Linked DNA regions of Sus scrofa: region 2 is linked to region 1. A link is a contact called in public Hi-C data. All regions are on one chromosome and are shown on one strand. Each heading gives the region's core, a stretch centred on a gene start, on an enhancer-like site or on the middle of the called end of the contact. The rest is flanking DNA. Distances are from core to core; before and after follow the strand shown.

Evidence for each region. Hi-C and Micro-C count contacts between places; a contact is called where the count stands out from the background.
Region 2: a Hi-C map of liver shows a contact between it and region 1, with 4 times the contacts expected there. The contact joins two enhancer-like sites. A contact is called at or near these places in 3 of 47 Hi-C or Micro-C datasets (embryonic fibroblasts, heart right ventricle and liver) and 1 of 2 datasets of contacts at active chromatin or transcription factors (skeletal muscle).

The regions. Positions count from the first base shown.
Region 1 is chr1:137,488,765-137,493,453 of Sscrofa11.1, reverse strand. The region is part of intron 2 of IGF1R (insulin like growth factor 1 receptor); the gene reads left to right. Among named protein-coding and RNA genes, the nearest start is that of PGPEP1L, 180 kb to the right of the region's middle. Within about 2 kb of position 2,358, at least 71 of the 83 cell types and tissues checked have an H3K27ac peak or open chromatin away from gene starts, as enhancers often do. A contact at or near this core is called in liver and skeletal muscle, where this site is marked.
Region 2 is chr1:137,563,040-137,567,728 of Sscrofa11.1, reverse strand. All of the region lies in intron 2 of IGF1R (insulin like growth factor 1 receptor), which reads left to right. Among named protein-coding and RNA genes, the nearest start is that of IGF1R, 130 kb to the left of the region's middle. Within about 2 kb of position 2,353, at least 21 of the 83 cell types and tissues checked have an H3K27ac peak or open chromatin away from gene starts, as enhancers often do. A contact at or near this core is called in liver and skeletal muscle, where this site is marked.

The sequences.
Region 1 (4,689 bases), core at 1,109-3,608:
AAGATTCTGTCCTTATTGAAGCATGTATGCCAGAGTGAAGAGGGGAAGACAAACTGTAAAGCCAGCAAGTGGATAATCAGATAAGAGGGATGATAGTTAAATCTCATGATAAAAATGAAACAGATCTGTGTGATTGTGGCCGGCAGGCAGGAGTCTTGGGGGCAGGGGTGCAGTTGACAATTTGAGCTGGGACCCAAAAGGTGAGAAGGAGCCTGCTCCAGTCCACAGTGAGAAAGCCTCCAGGAAGAGGGAGCAAGAAAGGACCCTGTGGCAGAGCCAAGCTTGAAGCACAGAGCAGTGTCGGGTCTGGAGGCCAGAATGTACTGGTTGGGTAGACACCTAGGGGGCATCCCTTTGTGGATTTGTCTTTCAGCTCTTGGTTCTTCCAGCCAACCATGCCAGCTGTGGGACTGCATTATGTTCTGGCAGTGAGAGTAGAGGACACACAGAGGCTCTCTCTGAGATGCTCTGGGGGAAGAGAGCTTCTGAGATGTCCACCCCAAGTAGGAAGTAATTTGTAGGCAGAAGAGGAATTTGAAAAGTGCTTCACCACAGAGGAAACAGCATAGGCAAGAGCAGCTGCATGTGTGTAGGGACCACTGAGAGAGGGGAAGGAGAAGGCCAGGGTCTCCAGCTTGGGGCAGGGGGGATGGGAGGGGAGGGAAGGCATCAGCAAGGAGCCCGTTAGAAGAACATGCAGAGTTAGCTGGGAGAAGATGCGGACTGCATGCAAAGGCTTGGCAAGCTGGGAGAACACTAATCGTGGGCCTGTGGCTCCATAGATCCACACATCAGAAGATGACACTGCTTTTGCCCTCAAGAAGTTCAGGGTCTAGTGAGGGGGCCAGACCTGTCAGCAGAGTCAGAATGCGGCATCGAATGTGTCTCGCCATCAGGGACACTTACCTAAGTGTGCTTTCTGAGGAGTTCTGCAGGGTCAGGGAAGCGGTGGAGAACAGTGGCCTCTCCTGGGCAGGCAGGGGATAGCACAGAAAGCAGAAAGAACAGTTAAGAGTGAAGGGTGTGTGTGGCCAGTGCAGGACCAGAACTGAAGGAAGGAAGTTGCATGCCTGGGGGCTGGAGCCATGCTGGAAGAGCTAAGGGGTACTAACTCCATACCACAGGCTGTGGAGGCTTTTTACAGAAAGGGGAGACTCGAGGGTTGAAGGATGCAGTTCCCTGGGACTGCTAGGTAGGGAGGCGCTATTAGAACAGGCAGACAACTGGACACTGGGGCCTGGAGGTGATGAAGACGACCCCCAGGTGGTCAGTTTACCCTAAGTTGTGTCCTGCAAGAGTCATTTTGTATCAGTATGGCTGTCTGGCCACGGTGGCAACATAGCTCACCATTAGAGTGTTGAGTCGGTGGGCAAACAAATGGAGTGGAGATCCCTCTTGGATCTGTCCTCCTGGTTCCCTTCTCCACTAGTACAGGAAGGAGCCTCTCTGTCCTCTCTCTCAGTTAGGTGGTTTGTGTGTGTCTCTCAAGTGCCCACGCCCCTCCTGGAGGCAGCCCCAGGAGCTGCCCAGCTTGGGGGAGCAGCGCCTCCCTGGCAGCTGCAGATTTTTCTCGCTAAGGTCCTTTGAGACTTTATGGTGAGGCCAGAATGAGGAGTGGATTGTGATTCAAGTCAAACCAGATGGGGAGTTACCGTTACCACGAGATACATTATCCTGGGCAAAATACTCCCTCTATGGAAAATGCATGTTCACTGCTTATTTCTTGTCAAGTGAGCTTAATATCATCTCAGTTTTTATACACACACACACACTCTTCCAAACAGCTCTGAGTGAGATCACAGCTCCAGGAACTTGAGATCAGAAGGTCTAACAGGGCATCTGATATACCTCTGTGCCATGGAGGGCACATTGTGTAAGGAAACAATTTTTAGTACTGGGGTTTAAAAGCACTTCTGAAAAGACAGAACTAGAAAATTTAGAGGAAGGGAAGGTCAACCAAAATGGCTCTTGCTCCGGTTTGAGAGTTGTTAAACCCTAAGAAGGAGAATAAATAGCAGAAACAAACCATTTTGGTTTTGCACAGAACAAAAATGATGTGAAGCTGCAAGTCAGCAGTTCTAGCCCAGCAGCTCTAAAGGAACACCCATTCGTGTTTGCTTTTCTGGGGTATCCTTGGTCGTCTCCCCACTGTGGGTTCCTTTTGTCTTGGTGCAGCCCCAGTTCAGAGCGAGGACGGGCAGCAGGCATCCCAAGCCCTCCCCGCCTCGCCTTGCCTCGCCTCGCCTCGGTGGACCAAGGTTGTTTACTACTTTCTACTCGGAGTAGCACGCCAATCACGACGGCCCGCCCTCCTCCCTGTCCAATCGGCTCGTTGGGAAAGTCCACCTTTCCGCGGGGGCTGGGCAGCGACTGGCTGGGGCAGCTGTCAGTCAAGCGGGCATCCCGCAAGGATGCAGCAGGAGTATTAGGGACTCGATCACCAGAGCTGAGGAGGAGTAACCTTCCCTATAAACAAGATGCCCCCCCCAATAAAGCAGGGCGGGGGTGGTGGTGGCGGGGGGGTGCACCGCAGCACAACCTAGCCCTGGGGCCCCACTGGAGCCGAGCGGGCTGAGCGCAGAGTCGGGGAATCCCTCCCTCCCTCCTCGCTCAGCCTCCCGCCCACCGCTGCAGTTGTAAACACGTTTCCCTCCATGTCTGTTTTCCCTTCTTTCTACCAGTGGCCATTACAGGCTGCTGTTTACCAAAATCTCGTCGGGCACATACCCTCCTCCTGGTCCCGTCCTCCATTGCCCGCGTCTCCCTGCCTTTATTCTGGCCTTTTTCTTTTCCTTCCCGCGGTCTTCAGACTAAAGGAGGCTAAGTTGCAACCAGGCTTGTTTTCCTTTTATTCCTGTCCATGTGGGACAAGTCACGCCTTGTCAACATGCACCATTTTCTGCGGAGATCATGCTTCCTTTTTAAATTGCGTGCATGGACTAGATTGATTTTGGTTAGGAACACTGCAGCTGAAACAGCTCTGGAAGGACTGGGTGGATTTTTTTGTTGTTACTGTTTCGGGACGCGGCAAATGCTGTTTTAATTCCGTGCTTCTTTCCAAGGTGGGTCTTGACTCCTTCACCCACTCCTAGATTTGAGATGTGTGCCCCCCGCCCCAAGACAGCATTGTGCTGAACTAAATGTTTTTGTACCTTATTCTGTGATGTGAATCAGGTTTCCCATTTCCAGCTGCACAATGTGGTTGTATTCAGTGTGATAGGGGCGTAGTGGACAGGAATTATTTGCGACAGGGCTGCCTGGAAGATGCGGAGTGGAGTTTGCGTGGCCTGGAGCAGCTCCAGTGTCTGAGGCTTCTCTGTTCCGTTACAGAGGCTCCAAGCAGGAAGCGTAGGCAAAATGGCAAAATACAGTATGTGGCATTCGGTTCAAAAATGCCTCCTTTTTAGGAGCTGGTGTTACACAGGACATCCAGTCCTCTTTAGCTTTTCTGCTCAGAAGAAAGAGAAAGTTTTCCATAAGATGGCTTGTTTGGGATATTTTGTGAGAGGCCCTATCACCAAAAAAAAGGAAAAAAAAATGATGATTTTGAGTTTCTGACTTGCTGAGTGGAGGTTAGGCCTCCTTCAGATGCCGAGTCACAGTCACGGAGCAAAAAGGCCTCTGCTTCTTGGTTTATAGGAATCGCAGAAACATACGTGGAGCTGCAGCCTGTGGGGGCAAGATGGAGCCTTCTGCCCATCTCAACCCTACAGCCTGTGTACTTTCTCAGCAGTGGGGCATTTGAGTTGCTTGTAGGGAATGTAAAGGGGGAAAGGTACATTGCAAATAAAATGTAAACAATATCTGTGGTTGTCCTGATTTCCAAGAGCCACTTCCAGGACCACTTAAGCCCAGGAAACAGGTCCTATTTCAAGTTATCCACCACATCTGATTTAGATTTCTCCCTCCTCCCACCCCCTCTCTTCTAGCTGTCCATTTGTACTCTCCCCTCCTAGGATGTTTTTTCTAGGTGATCAAATTAGTGTGTATTCATGTGTATCGTGGTAGTGTTGTGAGGATAGGTTCAGCTTTCACTTCATGACTTGAGAGAAGTGGTTCTGGGGCATCATTCCGTTACCAAAGGTGATGGAGAGGGCGAGGGCAGAGTCCTGCCTCAGGGCCGTGAAGTTCTTGGCACCGTCATCATCCGGCCTTGTGAAGTTACAAACTAGGCGATTGCTTGAAGTCAAAAAGACACTTCAGTATAAGGCGGAGTGCCGTCATGACCCGTGTTCCAGCTCTGGGCCCTTCTGCACTCACCTCTGTGAACCTAGGTTTCTGCCCCCCTCCCCCCCCAATCCCCACCTGGCCCTGGCAGGAGGTGGAAAGATGACCTCTATGCTGTGTTGAGAAGACTAAACGAAACATCTTAAGTAAGAAGTACCTGACTTGCAGAGGTGCCCAACTTGCCCTCTCTAGTAAATCTTCCTTCTTTTGGGGCCCCTCACATGGGCCTCCCACTTCTTCAGGGTGGCACGTTGAGCTCATCTTTCGCTGGGTTTCTGCATCACCTGCTCTTCTCTGGCCAGGTCAGCCTGTTCATTTTTCCATGCCAACAGCCTCTGTGCCAGTAAGTCACGTCTGAATAACCAAAGCATGTTTCCCTGCTGGAAGATGCCAGGGTAGGCTGGTCTGGGAGCCAAGTGGCTTTCTCCTGTTCAAATAAGCTTGGGAAGCAGGAGGGCCTGG
Region 2 (4,689 bases), core at 1,104-3,603, 74 kb before region 1:
AGGAAAATTCCTCAGCGAAGCACTTGCGAGATTGACAAGTCCTTGCTGTTTTTGTGACCTTGTGCGGTTTCTGGTTTCACAGAAGGCTTTGTTTCTGGGTTCTTGTTGCTTTGCGCAGCCTGGCCCTGTAATCACTGGGCGCCAGGAAGGCTTGCGGTCTGCTTCCCAGGCCTCACTGCAGGCCATGTCAGCCCCCTGTGTCTCCAGGGCAGCAGAGGGCTGGGGAGTGGGACTGCAAAGCACACTCAGTTCCTATCACAGCCTTCATTTGAATTTTGCACTTGCCCGAGATGGAGACATTCCTTTGAGCTGTTCCATGTGGTTTTTCTGAAATGGGCCATCCCTTCATCCACATGACCCTGGAACTGGGTAGAGTAGGTCCATGTGCTTTCCAAGTTTAAAGTTTCAAAGCTGTTAGCTATAACCTTTCAAAGAGGGAAAACTTGCCTTGAATTCGATTTCAGGGTTTGGGAGTTTGGGGAAGGTAGAGAGGGGCCAGGAAGGCTCTTAGGAAACAAAGTATTGTTCAGTGACCCAGCCTTATGGCCTCCATCAGAAGTCTTTAGTGTCCTCAGAGTTCCTTTCGTAGCTCAGCAGGTTAAGAACCTGACATAGTGTCCATGAAGATGTAGGTACAATCCTTGGCCTCACTCAGTGGGTTAAGGATCCCACTGATTGCCGCAAGCTGCCATGTAGGTTGCGGATGCATCTGGAATCCAGCGTTACTGTGGCTGTGGCATAGGCTGGCAGCTGCAGGTCCGATGCGACCCCTGGCTTGGGAACTTCCATATGCCACAGGTGCAGCCATTAAAAAAAAAAAAGAAAAAAAAAAAAAAAAACAAGAAAGACATCTTTAGTGTTCTAAATAAGGAAGGAATGGTGACCAAAGGGGGATCTCAAGGGTGCAGATGGCTTTGGCATCTCAGGCTGCATGTGTCAGTGATGGAAAGAGCAGCTAAGGAGTGATGTACATTGCAGGGGCCACCCAGAGTCAGGGGGATGCTGTGGTGGGCAGAAGGGTGAGGCAAGCACCTGCTGACAACTAGTGGAGAGAGCAGCATTATGGCCTAAGGAAAAGAGGATGACACAGATGCAAGAAAGGGTCTGCAGACACTTACACTTACCCTGGACATGGAGAGAAGCAGCTTGGAGCTTTGTTTCTCTGAAAAGCAGTGTAAGTTCACGCTGAGGGTCCAGTATGGAGATCATTACTGTGAGACCTAGATGAGGACTGACAGTGAGGAAACAGGGGAGAAGAAGAGAACCTGGCAAGACAAGCACGCATGAGTTCTATTGGACTTGGGGTGAGGGTGGAGGATGCAGTCATTTATTGAGTACCTGCTGTATGCCAGGTGGAGTATTCCCCCATAACCATGCAGAACTCAGTCAGACCAGCTCTGGACCAGTTGGTGGGGGAAGAGAGAGCAGAAATGGGCAATTATACTCCTGTTCTGAGAACACAAGAGGGGATCCTATAGGCATCACAACCAGCTCTGCCTGTGGGCTGTTGAAGGCTTCATGGATGAGGGTCATCAGCAGCTCAAGGGCCTCCATCACCATCAGGCTGTGTGAAATCTGCTTATCTTAATCGTAGTGGGGAACGGAGAAGCTGTAGTTCCTGTTCAACCTGCCTGTATCAACTCCCGTTTTATTCTTTGAAAAATTAAGAGTGTCTGACCCTTTTGGGTTCTTTCTCATGATTCTTGACACTAAGGTGTGGACTTGGTTTATTGGTACATAATCTCTTTGTGTTATTCATTATTCATGACCTTCATCCCAATTGGAAGTGATCTGGCCTCACCCTTTCACTTCCCAGGTGAGAAAACAGACACGGCTGGGGGGCCATGATTTATAGTTTGTCACACAGTTAAGAAGCCCAGTGGCTGAGGTCCTGCTGTATAGCACAGGGAACTATATCCAGTCACTTGTGATGGGGCATGAAGAGGATAATGTGAGAAAGAGAATGTATATTGTATGTATAGCTTGGTCACTTTTCTGTATAGCAGAAATTGACAGAACATTATAAATCAACTGTAATAAAAAAATTAAAAAAAAAAAAGCCTGGTGGGCACAGGGGCTCAGCCTCTGCTCTCTCTAGTCTCTAGTCTGTAAGCTCCTTGCCAGTAGAAAGGATGCCTACCAGGAGGATGGTGTAGGGAATGGGGACAGCCCTGGGGTGGGTATCAGACAAACACTGATCTCTGGTGGGGTGACTCTGAGCAGGTCCCCTCCCCTGTCGCCTGAGTCTGTTCCCTCTGGCACAGTAGGAGAGGCGGTTGCTCCCTTATGATGGACAGCTTTCCCTCTCGCGCCTGTCCTGCCCTGGGCCATGGCCTGGTAGTGGCCTTGCAGTTGGAGTCACTGGAGCCACGTGTCGGATCTCTGGCAGTGACCTTTGCTGTGTGATTTCCGGTGACTGATCCCTGTAGTGTCTTTGAAAGTTAGCACGTGGGTAATTCTCTGCCTTTTGAAAACAATGGAAAAACCCATCACCAGCCCCCAAACCAGCTGTCTTTCTGCTGATGAACAGACAGCAAACCCCGCAGAGCAGAAGAGTAGTTCCTTGTTAAGTGCTCTGGGAGTGCATAATACTTTTTAAATAAGATTAAAAATTATGTATTATTCTCACATACTGGCATCACTGTCAGATAATTGAGCATGAGTGCATTCAGCACTGTATGCTAGGTACGAAGTAGTAACATCAGTTCAGTGTTCAGTACATCCACTTTGTTCAAGAACAATGTATTCAAGGTCAGTGTATTTTGGCTGTGCTACAGGGTTCTGGAAATTCCCAAGAGAGTAAGTTTTTGTCTGTTATGTAATCCAGCACAAGCGAATGCAGTACCTCATGTTTAGTGATGACTTTCAAGATGCAATTGATTCTAAAATTTAGCTTTTTCAAATTTTGACTATTTAAAAAAATTCTCTTAAAGTTTAAGGTAGACTTTTGTTGACTTGTTTTCATTTATTCAAGAAATAGTTACAGAGCACTGCTCTGTTCTAGGTACCATCCCAAGCGCTTTGCAAATGTCAATTGATTTAATCTCAACCTCATTAGGTAAGTAAGTACTGCTGTGCCCACTTTACAGAGAAGGAGACTCAGCCACAGAGAGGTTAAAGTCAGTTACTCAGGTAATAAGGCTTGTTGGAGGTTTTTTCGACTTTTTAAATTTCAGATAAACACTGTGAAATTTCCTCATCATGAGCTATGCATTTCTAAATCTTCCCTGATGTAAAACTGCTGTTAAACAAGACCATCCCTTTACATAGTCATAACGTAGTAGCCCACGGCTTGGGCTTGTCCCTGGAGGAGGATAACATCTATGGGAGTTGAAGCAGGGGCTGCAGCACCTCTGAGACCACAGCCCCCTAGCAGCTCTGGCCATCTCAGGATTTCCCAGTGGAGCAGAGGTGTTAAGGTGGAATGAGGGAACCCAAGCAAAGAAAAGTCAGAGATGAGTTAATTAGCAGTGGAGTTTTCCTGCCATGCTTCGGTGGGCAAGTCTGAGGGGGGATCTGGGGTTCCCTATTTTTTTGCATGTGATCATTAAAACACAGAGTTCTCTGACTAGGGGATGTTTAGTTTTATGGGACTGTCATCTAGAGAGCCCTGCACCAGAGGGCAGCCTCCAGACAGCAGGGTGTAGTGGAATCTACTTGAAATACACACTTCATACACTTTAATGCTACCTATTCAAAGTTGGGGCCAAGAATGGAGCCACGGAGATGTTTGTGTCCGTGTAATAACAAGTATTCATATTTACTAAATATATATCTCTATGTGCTTTGCAATGTATTATCTGATTTGGTAAATCTCGACATTGTAAATTAATACAGTAAATAAGACTGTAAGGTGAATGTATAGCCTACTTGACAGAACTCTTTTAAGCACCTTGTAGAGTTTAATTTTTTTTAATTTACAGGTGAAATTAACATGCTAATTACAAATAATCCCTCACTGTTCACTCAAGCTGGCTAGCTCCTAAAAGATCCCCTTAAGGTTTATATAAATGACATAATATATTTGAAATTAATAACACTGCATGTCTTTTTAATGATATAATCCAAATAACAAGGAATAACTCTAATAGGAAATATGCAGGACATAATTATGGAAAATCTAACTAATCTTACTGAACAGTATAGAAAAAAAAAGAGAGAAATTGAAACATCATTTTTCCTATATAGAATATTACCAATGTCACTCCTTCCTAGATTGATTTATAATTAAAAAAAAAAATTTCACTGCTTCTGCACTTTGGAGGTTGATAAAGTAATTTTAATGTTTATCTTGAATCTTCAGTAGGTGAGACAAATTTAAGTTTCTTTGGAAAAAAAAAAGGAATGAATTGGGGTTGAGGTGTGAAGGGGGACTTGTCTGATTACTTTTGCTAGAATTAAGTGTCCCCTCCCCATTACTAATGTTGCAGTCAGACCATATTTAAATCCATTAGAAGATTTTACCTTTTAAGGAGAGCTACCAAATAACTGGAGAAGACTCTGCTTACCATTTGTGGAACCCAATTTCGTAGTTTTCAGCTTAGATTTATTTAAATGATCTTTTTGTAGAATAGTACGTGGCTTTATTTATTTAGCCACCCATATGGAGTTCCCAGGCCAGAGGTCAGATCCAAGCCACAGTTGCAACCTACACTGCAGCTGCAGCAATGCCAGATCCTTAACCCCCTA